Linked DNA regions of Mus musculus: regions 1 and 2 are each linked to region 3. A link is a contact called in public Hi-C data. All regions are on one chromosome and are shown on one strand. Each heading gives the region's core, a stretch centred on a gene start, on an enhancer-like site or on the middle of the called end of the contact. The rest is flanking DNA. Distances are from core to core; before and after follow the strand shown.

What was found. Hi-C and Micro-C count contacts between places; a contact is called where the count stands out from the background.
Region 1: a contact with region 3 is called in a Hi-C map of cortical neurons, with 4 times the contacts expected there. The contact joins two enhancer-like sites. A contact is called at or near these places in 2 of 484 Hi-C or Micro-C datasets (both in cortical neurons).
Region 2: a contact with region 3 is called in a Hi-C map of cortical neurons, with 2.2 times the contacts expected there. The contact joins two enhancer-like sites. A contact is called at or near these places in 2 of 484 Hi-C or Micro-C datasets (cortical neurons and embryonic stem cells) and 1 of 115 datasets of contacts at active chromatin or transcription factors (embryonic stem cells).

Annotation. Positions count from the first base shown.
Region 1 is chr13:44,281,295-44,285,046 of GRCm38.p6, forward strand. No RefSeq gene overlaps it. Among named protein-coding and RNA genes, the nearest start is that of Gm29676, 23 kb to the left of the region's middle. Within about 2 kb of position 1,482, at least 17 of the 459 cell types and tissues checked have an H3K27ac peak or open chromatin away from gene starts, as enhancers often do. A contact at or near this core is called in cortical neurons, where this site is marked.
Region 2 is chr13:43,589,956-43,594,021 of GRCm38.p6, forward strand. No RefSeq gene overlaps it. Among named protein-coding and RNA genes, the nearest start is that of Rnf182, 24 kb to the right of the region's middle. Within about 2 kb of position 2,711, at least 12 of the 459 cell types and tissues checked have an H3K27ac peak or open chromatin away from gene starts, as enhancers often do. A contact at or near this core is called in cortical neurons, where this site is marked.
Region 3 is chr13:43,938,138-43,941,767 of GRCm38.p6, forward strand. No RefSeq gene overlaps it. Among named protein-coding and RNA genes, the nearest start is that of Gm2233, 8.9 kb to the right of the region's middle. Within about 2 kb of position 1,969, at least 14 of the 459 cell types and tissues checked have an H3K27ac peak or open chromatin away from gene starts, as enhancers often do. A contact at or near this core is called in cortical neurons, where this site is marked.

The sequences.
Region 1 (3,752 bases), core at 232-2,731, 340 kb after region 3:
CAATAATTACACAGGCCAAACAGAAGGAAGGATGCCATTTGAAGGTCTGCTCTCAAGAGCTCATACTTTTTAACCAGAACCAAGGGAAAGAGACAGTCTTTTTGTCCACCCCAAGGCTCTGTGGTCATGTGCCTTTTTATATTTGCTAACTCATCTTTGGCTTATATCTGACAGGCACTTTTGAATCTATCAGCCATCCGTGAAGGCTTCTTAGTTTTCCGGAGAAATAGCCCTGTGTTCCAAAGAGAGACAGGCTGAACTTGAAGTCAGTTACCTGGCATTAAGTTGTGGAACTTAACAAGTGGCTTGAACATCTCTGAACTTTAGCTCTCTCACTTTTATAACCCTGACATATTGATGGCCACCTCTTCAGATTGCCAAGAGACTAAATGCAATGCATCTTGTCTTCTGAAACATCCGGTAAAACGGTTAGGTTCGTGCGTATGACAGCCTTCCGAGGAAAAGGATGGATTCTTAGAGATGTCAACCGCAGCATCAGCATCACAGACTAATCAGGTGTCAAGCACACTGGCTACTTACCGCGATGCCAGTCCACTGCTGAAGTCGGACCACTGCTGAAGTCACTGACTGTGAGGGTTAACTTTTACAGACAGCCTGACTGAACTCGTCATCTGTCACCTAGGAGAGACATCTCTGCACGTGTCTGTGAGAATACTCAGGAAGGGTCAGCTGGGGAGCAGAGACCCACCTGGGATGTTGATGGCACCATTCCAGGTACTGTACAGACTAAAAATGCACAGAGGGAGAAACCTATTGAGAGCCAGCATTGATCTCTCTGTCACCATCCCCCATGATATAAGCAAGCAGGCAGCCTCCTGCTGCCAGGCCTTCCCTGCCAGGATAGACCGACACTCAGACCCTTGCAAAATAAACCTTTCCTCCCCTGAGTTGCATCCCACCAGGTTTTTGCTCACAGCAGAGAGAACAATAACAGATACACCCATACAGATATTTTCCGATGAAATTAGAACCACCACAAAAGGAAGTTTTCACTTTATACAATTCACGCGGCTTTCATCCAATGGGATGGATAAAAACACTGTTTTGAGCATCTAGGTTAATAATATACATCACTGACATAAAGAAACGGAGAACTGCTGTAAGATAAAACAAACCTCTCCCGGGCCTTACGTTTTTGGTATAGAATCAGCGATGCTGTGAATGGCTCTTGTCCACACATTCTTCTGTTGCCAAAATGGGCCTTCCTCCTAGAATGACAGCCAGGCAGACGCTCAGCAACTTCCCCAACCATAGCTGGATGCAGCGATTGTCACAAGTGATGAAATATGATTAGCAAATTACAGCTCTGGTGTTTTATTTTAAGGGCACATAAAGAAAATGAATGGATTGAGCCGTTTTGCATTTTTTTTCCAGTTGAATCATTTAAAAATGACTGGGTAATGGAGAAGGCAAGAAGGATGGCTGGAAGAAAAAGGCACAAATAACACGCCACTTCACAGCCTATCAGCATAATTCATCCTTGCCTCCCGTCCCGAACTGTTGTACGGTGTTGCTGTACATGGCTAAACAGCTGCCATTTATTTCTGGCATCTTTATTTTAGCGCTGGAAAAATTGGCCTGGAATTCTCTTATTTTGTTTCATATAAAAGGAAAAAGATCACATGGGAGCCGCATCCTAGTTTCACATGGTGTTGTCGTTACTACTTAGGTCGCCCACAGGACTTGAGTAAAGGAGTCAACTCATCCTGTGGGTGTAGGATGTGTCCTGTCTTCTACCTTCAATAACTGCCCCGCTGCAAAGCCCGGGGTTTGTGAGATCCTGTCAGGATCCTCCAAATGCCTCCTACAGGAAACAGCAGCTGCTGCCTTTTGTGTCTGTGCTCCAATCCTAGACTTAGAACTCTTTACGCCTCTCCCACAGAGTTGGCAGGGAAGCAAAATTCCATAAGCCCCTTATTTCTCATTTATACGTGCCATTATAAAATTAGAGGCGCATTCCTTTGGAAATAAATTTGGCACTGAAACGTGACTACTGAAGCCCAGTTAGGGATATAGTGTGTTTGAAATTGTGAGGACTTGAAAGGCTAAGCAGGAAGAGGGCCATGAGTTCGAGGCCAGCCTGCACAGTTTGAGGCCAGGCTGACTACAGTGAGAGACCCTGTCTCCATAAACAATGAGAGAGGCAGGATCGTCAGAGGGAGAAGAGAAGGAGGAGGAGGGAAGGAAAGAGAGGGGATGGTGGGAGGGAAGAAAGGAAGTTTTAAGTACATATTTCAGACAGTAAAGTTATAATACTCAAAATGACTATAAAAAAGAGACTTGGGTGTGAATTCAAGCTCTACTGCATGCCAAACCCAAGATTTGGGAAAGTCATTTATCTTTACAGAAGTAAAGAATTTTTAAAGTGGATTAAGAAATATTACTTTATGGTACAAGTAGATTAAAGGGCATGGTAATATTTGGTAGAAGATATTATGATTATGATATGGGTTCAACACTAGTATTGCTCAAGTTAAATGCATGACTAAAATTGGATTATAAGGCAGGATGATGAAGCTATACCAATAGGTCATGAAGCAGCATTGATTAAAACAGTTTCTCCTTTCTGAATGATTCTAAATGCAAATCTTATGTTGTTCAGACATGTTAGAAATCTCTGACTTGTGGCTCAGTGAACAAGTAGCTTGCTATGCAAGTGTGAAGACTCCAATTGGATTGCAAGAGCCCATGTAGAACTGGGCACAGTAGTGAACATCCCAGCCCTCCTATGGGGAGATGAGAGACAGAGACAGGAGGACTTCTGAAAGCTCGGGAGCCAATGAGCTTCGTGTACCCAAAAGTGAACAAGAAATCTTGTTTCAAGCAAAGAAAGAAAGCAAAGACTGACATCTGAGGTTGTCTTTTGCCCTCCATGTGAATGCCATGACACGTGCATCTGTGTACACACACACACATACACACAAGTACACATATACACATACATATACAAACATATATACAAATACATATACACAGATATATATACGCCATACACACACTTACACATATATACATAAACACACATACAAGCCCACATATACACATAAATATACACACTCATATACACATACACACATCACCTATGTATAGAAATATTAAAAGTTAAATTAAAACCCTTATTGGTGGTGGTACACCACCTATAATGCTAGCACTTGGAAGACAGAAGCAGGAAGATCAGAAATTTGAGGCCAGCCTGGGCTATATGAGACTGATGTTTAAAAAACAAAACAGAATTCTTATTGACTTTTCAAATGACACTGATAAAGCAAGAGTGTACAAGTTAAACACTTCGGAAAAACATAATAGAAATAACAAAAGTTATGTGTAACTACCAAACCCATCGTTTCTGAGTCCTGATGGAAACCATGTTGAGTTAGGTTGACTATCTGAGTCCTGATGGAAACCATGTTGAGTTAGGTTGACTATCTGAGTCCTGATGGAAACCATGTTGAGTTAGGTTGACTATCTGAGTCCTGATGGAAACCATGTTGAGTTAGGTTGACTATCTCCCCCACCCCCCCGCCTGAAATGGGGAGAGTTGATGTTTGTCATCCTGGGGCTATTTTTCAATAACCTCCTTTCCCTTTCAAATGGTTCCTGGATACAAAGAAGATGATGTGGGCTTTTGACCTGTAATATACCTCCAGAAGAAAGGCCACCCTCCACCATCACAGGCTTCCATATTATCTGTTCCTTTTCCCGCAATTTGTTTTTAAAATTCCCCCTTATCA
Region 2 (4,066 bases), core at 1,461-3,960, 350 kb before region 3:
TATGAACTAACCAGTACTGCCAGAACTCCTTGAAGAAACACATGGTGGGACTTGTGGCTCTAGCTGCATATGTTGCAGAGGGTGGCCTAGTTGGTCATCAATGGGAGGAAAGGCCCTAGGTCCTGTGAAGGTTCTATGCCCCAGTATAGGGTAATGCCAGGAGTGGGTGGGTTGATGAGCAGGGGGAGGGGGGAGGGGGAAGGGGGAAATGGGATTTTCAGAGGGGAAACTAGGAAAGGGGATAACTATTAAAATGTAAATAAAGAAAATATCAAATAAAAAAAATAAAATTCAGTATATGCCTAAAAAAAAAGATTACAAAAAGGGGTAAGATTGGATTGGCAAAATAGTTTTTAGTGATAGCATTACAAATAAATGATTATGTCTATATTTATGGGTTATAATAAGACATCATCCTATGTATGCAAAGTATGACCTGAGTATGTAAAGGTATATCGCTTGTTCTTTAATCTAGTTAGCTGTCAATGTTGTCGTAAGGACACATCAATAGTATAGTCCCTTAGCTCTTTTAAAATACACAATCTATTATTATCAGCTTAAGTCACTTGACTTTGATTTATCAGCATTCTGTATGACTAGTGAGATGTTTAATATCTTTTATAGTCCCAGTGTTCAATTTGACTTTCAGTTCAATACCTTTCCTGTCCAGTTCTGATAAAACACTACAAGTCTAAATGCAAAACATTTATAGTATCAACACATACATCTTGAGATGTTACTCAGTTACAGGCAAATTTTCCCTTCTTTTGTAAGTGTATTCTTCATCAGGTAAACAGAGCTAGTCACTCTACTTTTGAATGTTCAAAACGTAAGAATCACATGTTCTGTCTTTATCTATTATGCGTTTAGATATCCTGAAGAAATATAGCAGTTATTCTGAGCTAGTACACTTGGATATGTAAGTACTTTATCAGGCATGAACCCATCAGGAACTCACAAAGCAGGGCAGTGGAGTGTCAAAGAAACAGGGTTAATTACGCAGAGCTTCAACTCTTGACTCAATTTCAACTATTACCTTTCTCCACAGTAAAACGCTCTTATATTTAAAAGTAATGCTAGTGAGGATAGAGCCACTTAAAGTAATGCTGATTCACAAACACTTCAGTGATGCAAAAGTATAATTTAATAGCAGGAGAAGTAGAGCTTTGAATGGAGGAAGGAGAAAATTGTATTATCCAAAGGCTGCCAGAGGTGAGCATGTCCAATTGACTCTCATTTCTTGCGGCATTTACTTGGATATCTTGTATTTAAAAAAAAAAATCAGGTCAAGTTTTTTATGTATTGATTCACTTTTGTGATTGATTCTAGTAATGAATAATGGCCGTTTCCACAAAGATTGGGGAAAATACTTTTTTTGTGGGAAAGATGTTTGCTAGGGCAGTTGAGTTTTTAAGCAATGAAGAAAGTGTGTGTTTGTGTGAGAGAGAGAGAGGGAGAAAAAAAAGAAGAGCTCTCAAGGCAGAGATAGAAAAATCCTGGGGTTCCCTGGCCGGCCATTCTAGCCAGCTGGTAAGCCCCAGGTTCAGGAAGGGGCCCCTGCCTCCATACACATTTAGGTGTGTATGGAGTACTTGTGCACACACGCACACAAACACAAAAAATAAACACACACATAAGAAAGAGAGAAACAGAACAAACTCTTCTTAGCATTCACAAGGTTCTGGGCTTTCTCCTCATCACCAACAACATGCTGAGCTTCTAATTCAAGGAGAGACTGTGTCTCGAGGCAAGAAGGCAGGAGAAATAAAGGAAGATACTCTATGTTTTGCTCCGGGCTTTGTATGCATACGCACAGGTTTGCAAGCATGTATACGCATGTGCACACACCATATACAGAAAACACATGCACCATAGAAGTAAGAAAGAAGTGCAACCCAGTTTTTTTTTTTTTATCACAGAAGTAGCATGTAATCGTCGTAAACATGCTACACCACAGAGATGCATACATTTAAAAGCAAAATTTCTTTTCCCAGAATAACTACTGCTTGTACTTTGCTGTATCCGCTTCCAAGGCTTTCAGCGTGGACCGGCTGGTGTTGAGTGTGGGTGTGGGCTGGTACGACACTGCAGTTGCTGCCGTCTTAAAAGCATGCACAACATCATGTACCTTGCTTTTCTGCGTTGACTGTCTTGTCTGTGACACCTTGCCACCCTGGTCCTGGTAGAACTGCTGTATTTGATCTGATAGCTGCATCTGAAGATCGTAATACGATTTCGTTATCTCCTCTCCTTTGATGGGCATTTGGGTTAGCGCCAAGGTTTTTGTCCCCCTGTCTCAAACAACGTTGCCGCGAGACGCTTGTATAGGTGGTTTATGTTCAACAAGCAATTACTGCTGTGAAACATGACGAGGAAATGTTGGCTACACAATTCTGTCACCTCGGAGTGCTGAAACCTGCATTATTTAAACCCCATTCAAAAACTTACATTAGAAACAAACCATTTCCATCAGAACCGGGTTAAAGTGGGGATGCATGTTAAAGAACCCTCTTACTCCAGATGGGATACAAAGCTTCTTAAATTGAAATTCATTGCATGGGGCTCTGATGGGCCTTAACAGATGGAAAACAATCTCACTTGGCCGGTTATGTAATTCAGTGATTATCGCGGAGCCCTTCAGACGGCGGCGGCGGCAGGCAGAAGGTGGACAGGGGAAAGCTCTGTGGGAAAGTAGGGCCGTGAGTTCCCATGGCTCGCACACCCTTTGCGTGTGTCTGCTAGGGTCAGAGACTCCACATCTGAGAAGTGAGCAGTGCAGTGCGATCTGACTTAACGACTAACTTTGGGATCTTGGAAATTCACGGAATTTCTTACGTGACCTTGGCGGCAAGGTTGGGGGCGGCCATTCTACCTCTGAAATGTGCCAGATTGAGCCTTGAGTACAGGATACTGTGTTCATTCGAGAGCTAGTTGTTGAGCTCTGTATGTCAGGAATGTAAGTTGCTAGGGGACCTGGGTGTAAATAAAATAGAATAAATAGAATCTCTTTTTTAATTAATTCATTTTTTCTGTCAAAAGTGAAACTGTTTTGCTCTTCAGCTGAAAGTAACCAACCAATCTACCTGAGTCACCAAGTCACAGCTCAGCAAAGCCTCCCCGCTGCGCACTGGCTTCTTGGTAATGTGGGGCTGACATCATAACGAATGTGTTAACCAAATCGAAGGATCCTCACTAGAGTCCATCCATTTGAAGGGATACTATTTCTCCTGCCTCTGGGCTTCATTGCTCAAGTTAGCAACAATGTCAACAGACACTGAAGCCCTCTTGCTCCCTGTCTTCCATCCTCCCTCCCTCCCTCCCTCCCTCCCTCCCTCCCTCCCTCCCTCCCTCCCTCCCTCCCTCTCTCCTTCCCTCTGACCTGTTAACAGGGAGCAAGCATCCAGAACAGATATTATCATATAGTAGACACAAAATAAATCGTATCGAGTAAATTGCTATAGATATTTGTTATATAGATACATCTTTCGACTTTGGTTACAGGACACAGAAAAATCACATTCTGGACCTACCAGGAAGTACTCCCTGTTGGCTAGCCTTCACACTGATGGAAAGCTTTATGCAAACTTTGGGATGCAGGGCACATCAATAGTCTTATCTGGTGTTGGACTCAGCACACTTCAATAACGACCCACCAGGCAAGAAGAGACCATTTCTGCAATAATGCAAGGCTGGTTATGGGGGTAACCAGTGGCTTTCTTGATAGGATTTGAGGTCTGCTTCATAGGAGACAATTCTTGGGGGTATACCAAAAAAAAAAAAAAACAAAAAAAACACACAGATAAAACCAAAACCAAAACCAAAACAACAACAAAACAAAACAAAACAGAAAGAAAACCATGACAGGAAAATCATACGATCTACGGGAGAACCTATTGTTGTTCATTTTCTTTCTTTCTTTTTTTTATTTTTTAAAAGATCTATTTATTTATTTTGTGTATATGAGTACACTGTAGCTGTACAGATGGTTGTGAGCCATCATGTGGTTGCTGGGACTTGAACTCAGGACTTGAACTCAGGACCTCTGCTCACTCGGCCCCTGCTTACT
Region 3 (3,630 bases), core at 719-3,218:
TGGAAGATGGGAAAGGCCCCCAGAGGAGCTCTTGTGTAATATTTTCCGCCAAGTCTGGAAGCAATCTACAACACTTCCATTTTCCATGGAGAACGCAGCCATGTCGCCACACCTGGAAGTCACTGACTGGGTAGCCCGTGTACCCACGCTCTCACTAACTGGGTAGCCGGTGTGCCTATGATCATTTTATTATTATGGAAGCTACATATGCAGCTTCCAAATCACTAAAGGAAAACAAAGAACAAGGTTTATAGATAATTAAAAAATATGTGTCACGAACATGTGGCAGTCCCCTAAACCACAAAGGCAACTTAGGAAAATTGTCATTGCAAGATACAACCGACCAAGAGCTGAGACATTGTAACAACTGGGTCAGCTGTCAACACGTCTGTTTGGTGCATGCTTTGGCTTAGAAGCCTGTGAAGTTGTCAATCGTACCTTGGAGACCTTCTCTTTTCCTGGTGTCTGTCTTCCATTAGAAATGGAGACTAAGAGTGGAAAGAAAGATCCCAAAGAGATGTGGTATAACTGGCTCACAGCCAGTCACAACTCACCTGCTAGTGACTTTGAAAGGACTCCTTACCATAAGTGTGGGGAGCCATTTCCTCGTGGGGAGCAACTTCCCAGCAGCCCTGCCTCACCCAGGCATCCTCACCAGCTAACTTGCGAGGGAAAGACTCACATTCCTCTTGTTGTTTTGTGTACCTCATGAATTGACACACATCAAATGGACACCTTGGATTCAGCGGCGTACACTTAAACGTTTAAGGAGTGTTTAAGGGTTCCGTTTTCAGCAGACAGCACGCACATCAGTTTTTGAGGAAGCTCCAAGATGCAGCCAGGGCTTTATTTATCAGCACATTTGCATGTGGTGATTGATTCTTGAGCCAGCCAAACACATCTAAAAGAAAACTCATTTAGTGCAAAATAGCTTTAAAAGTGACTGCTTTCAAATGGACCGCCCTGTTTAAATGATCCTCAGGATATAATTAGAAGAAATTGGAGTTTCCTGAATGAGAGAGAGAGAGAGAGAGAGAGAGAGAGAGAGAGAGAGAGCTCACAGACTTGTGTAATGGTCTGTGTACCATTTGCCTTTGGAACATCTTGCTGCCCCATGAACAAACTAAAATTCTGTCATCTTTGGCCACCTATTAGTAACCAAGGTAATGTAATTTGGGAATTATTCATATAAATGATCACTGTCCAAATAGGACCTAGTAGCTAACATTAGATGATTGTCAAACAGCTTATCCTCAACAGAGTGAAGAACTTCAGGTCAGACAGAGCTATCTCAGCCAGAGGAAACCTGATACAACCACGCTTGGTGTCAGCTATTAGAGATTAAAGCCTGCTAAACTTTCAGGACATGCTCGCACACTCCTGGGTAGCGCCAACTTTTCAAGATTTGAGCCAGTTCAGCAAGTAGCGTCAGCAGACCAGCATCTCCTAGGCAATGAAAGTAGTTACCATGGAAACCCCAGAGCTGCACCCATCAACAGCTTTACAATTTTGACAGTTCAGAAAGTGACTATTTTGGAATTTCAATTAGAGTAGAAATACACACATCTAGATGAACAAAGTGTTTTAAAAGTCTATAGGAAATTAGTTACATACATGTTTTTCTCTTTAATCAGAAGACAGCTCCTTAAATATATTCTGTATGTGGAAATGGGCTTCAGGAGCAATGTGGAAAGCACCCAGTAAAGAGAAAAAAAAATGCTAAAGTAAATGTATCCTTGTTCTTTCTCTGGAAAAGAAATAGGCACACAGAATAACTAAGTCGTGAAAATGACCAACAAATTTTTAACAGAGTAGCCACAAAATGCCCTGCTTACTAAGTCAGAGCAGTGCATATTACTAAGGTTTTGTTCTTTTTTAGGATTTTGTATTTGCTTGTTCTGCATGGTGATGCTGCTCTGGATGAATCACACTTCTTGTGACTCTGCTTCAGAGTCCAAGCTATTCTGTCCGTTCCATGGTAACGGAGAAGAGGATGCCTGAAGAGCTTCGGACTGTAGGTTCCAAATCTGCGTCAGAACCTAGGCACCCTGTGCCCGGGTCACCCTAGTCAGCAGACAGCTTAAGAGAAAACAGTGACACCAACCAATCCTTCAACAGAAACTCAAGCCCTGTTAAGAGAGCACAGGAGGGTTGGGGCGATGGCTCACCGGGTATGAATATTTGATGCTCAAGCACGAGGACCCAAGTTCAAATCTCTAGTGGCCACCCACATCAAAAGATATGCATGGGTATGCACAAGCATATATACCCCAGTGATCTGTCACAATGAGACAGGAGGATTGCTGAACCTTGTTGTCCACCAGGCTAGCTCCAAGTTCAGTGAGAGATCCTGACTCAAAGAAATAAAGCAGGGATTTAGACAGCAGATGACTTCCTTTGGCCTTGCTTGCACACCGTTTGCACACGTTTACACATACATCACTGTACTTGCAGGCTAGTTTTATGTCAACTTAACACAGCTAAAGTCATCTGAGAGGAGGGGAACTTAATTAAGAAAATGTCTTCATGAGATCAGGCTACAGGCAAGCCCATAGGGCATTTTCTTAATTAGGGATTGATGTGGGAGGGCCCAGCCCATGGTGGGTGATTTCATCCCCGGGCTGGTGGTTCAGGGTTTTGTAAGAAAGCGGGATGAGCAAGCCATGAAGAGCAAGCCAGTAAGCAGCATCCCTCCATGGCCTCTGCGTCAGCTCCTGCCTCCTGGTTCCTGCCCTGTTTGAGTTCCTGTTCTGACTTCCTTCGATGATGAAAGGTGATACAAAAATGTAAGTCCTTTGCTTCCCAATTTGCTTTTGCCAAGGTAAACAAACTTTCTGGCCTAAAAGGGCCATGAAAGCAAAGAGGCATTTCACTGGAGACCAGAACAAAGAATCGAAATTAAACCTTGCCAACTAAACCCAAAGCAGAGGATCCTAATACCCCTCCCGACCACACACAAACATGCGCACAAAGTCCTGCCCTAAAGATATCTTGAAGAGACAGTTGAAAGCCATCTGATTTGGTATTCTAACTCTTCCCAGGGCTTAGCCTGGGACTGTCATATAGAAATTACTGGGTACAGACTTAATGGAGCTATTGCTAAACAAGTGAACAAATCTCCTGCTCACAGGTAGATACATAACTGGATGCAAACATGAGGAGTAACAGAGTATTGAAGAACACATGAGCCAGGCTTCTGATGCCAGGGACCGACCCAGACTGCTAGAACTTTTTCCTATGAGTGAAGGGTTCTTGGAGCTCAGGGCTGGGGGCTACAGATATTCGGTAGCTACCCAGGAAGTATTTACTGGCACCAGAACTTGTCCTCTAGGAGAGCGCAGTACCCAATCTGAACAGCTGAGATGTCACTCCAACCCAGGACGTGTGCTCTTTTGACTGACACTGTTGCACTGAGAGTTTACATTTCCTCCAGAGACAACTGTTAAACCTCATTCTTTAGAATTGTTTTAACGTTGTTCTGCCTTGGACAGTGAGCAGGCCCCCCTGTACTGTCAGGGGCTTAGAAATAAGTATCAGCCTACTCAAGGAAGACGGGTGTTTGAAGAAATATTTAACAGGAAGTCTCCAGTCTTCACCCAATTTAGCCTTGCTGCTTGGCCTCAGAGACGA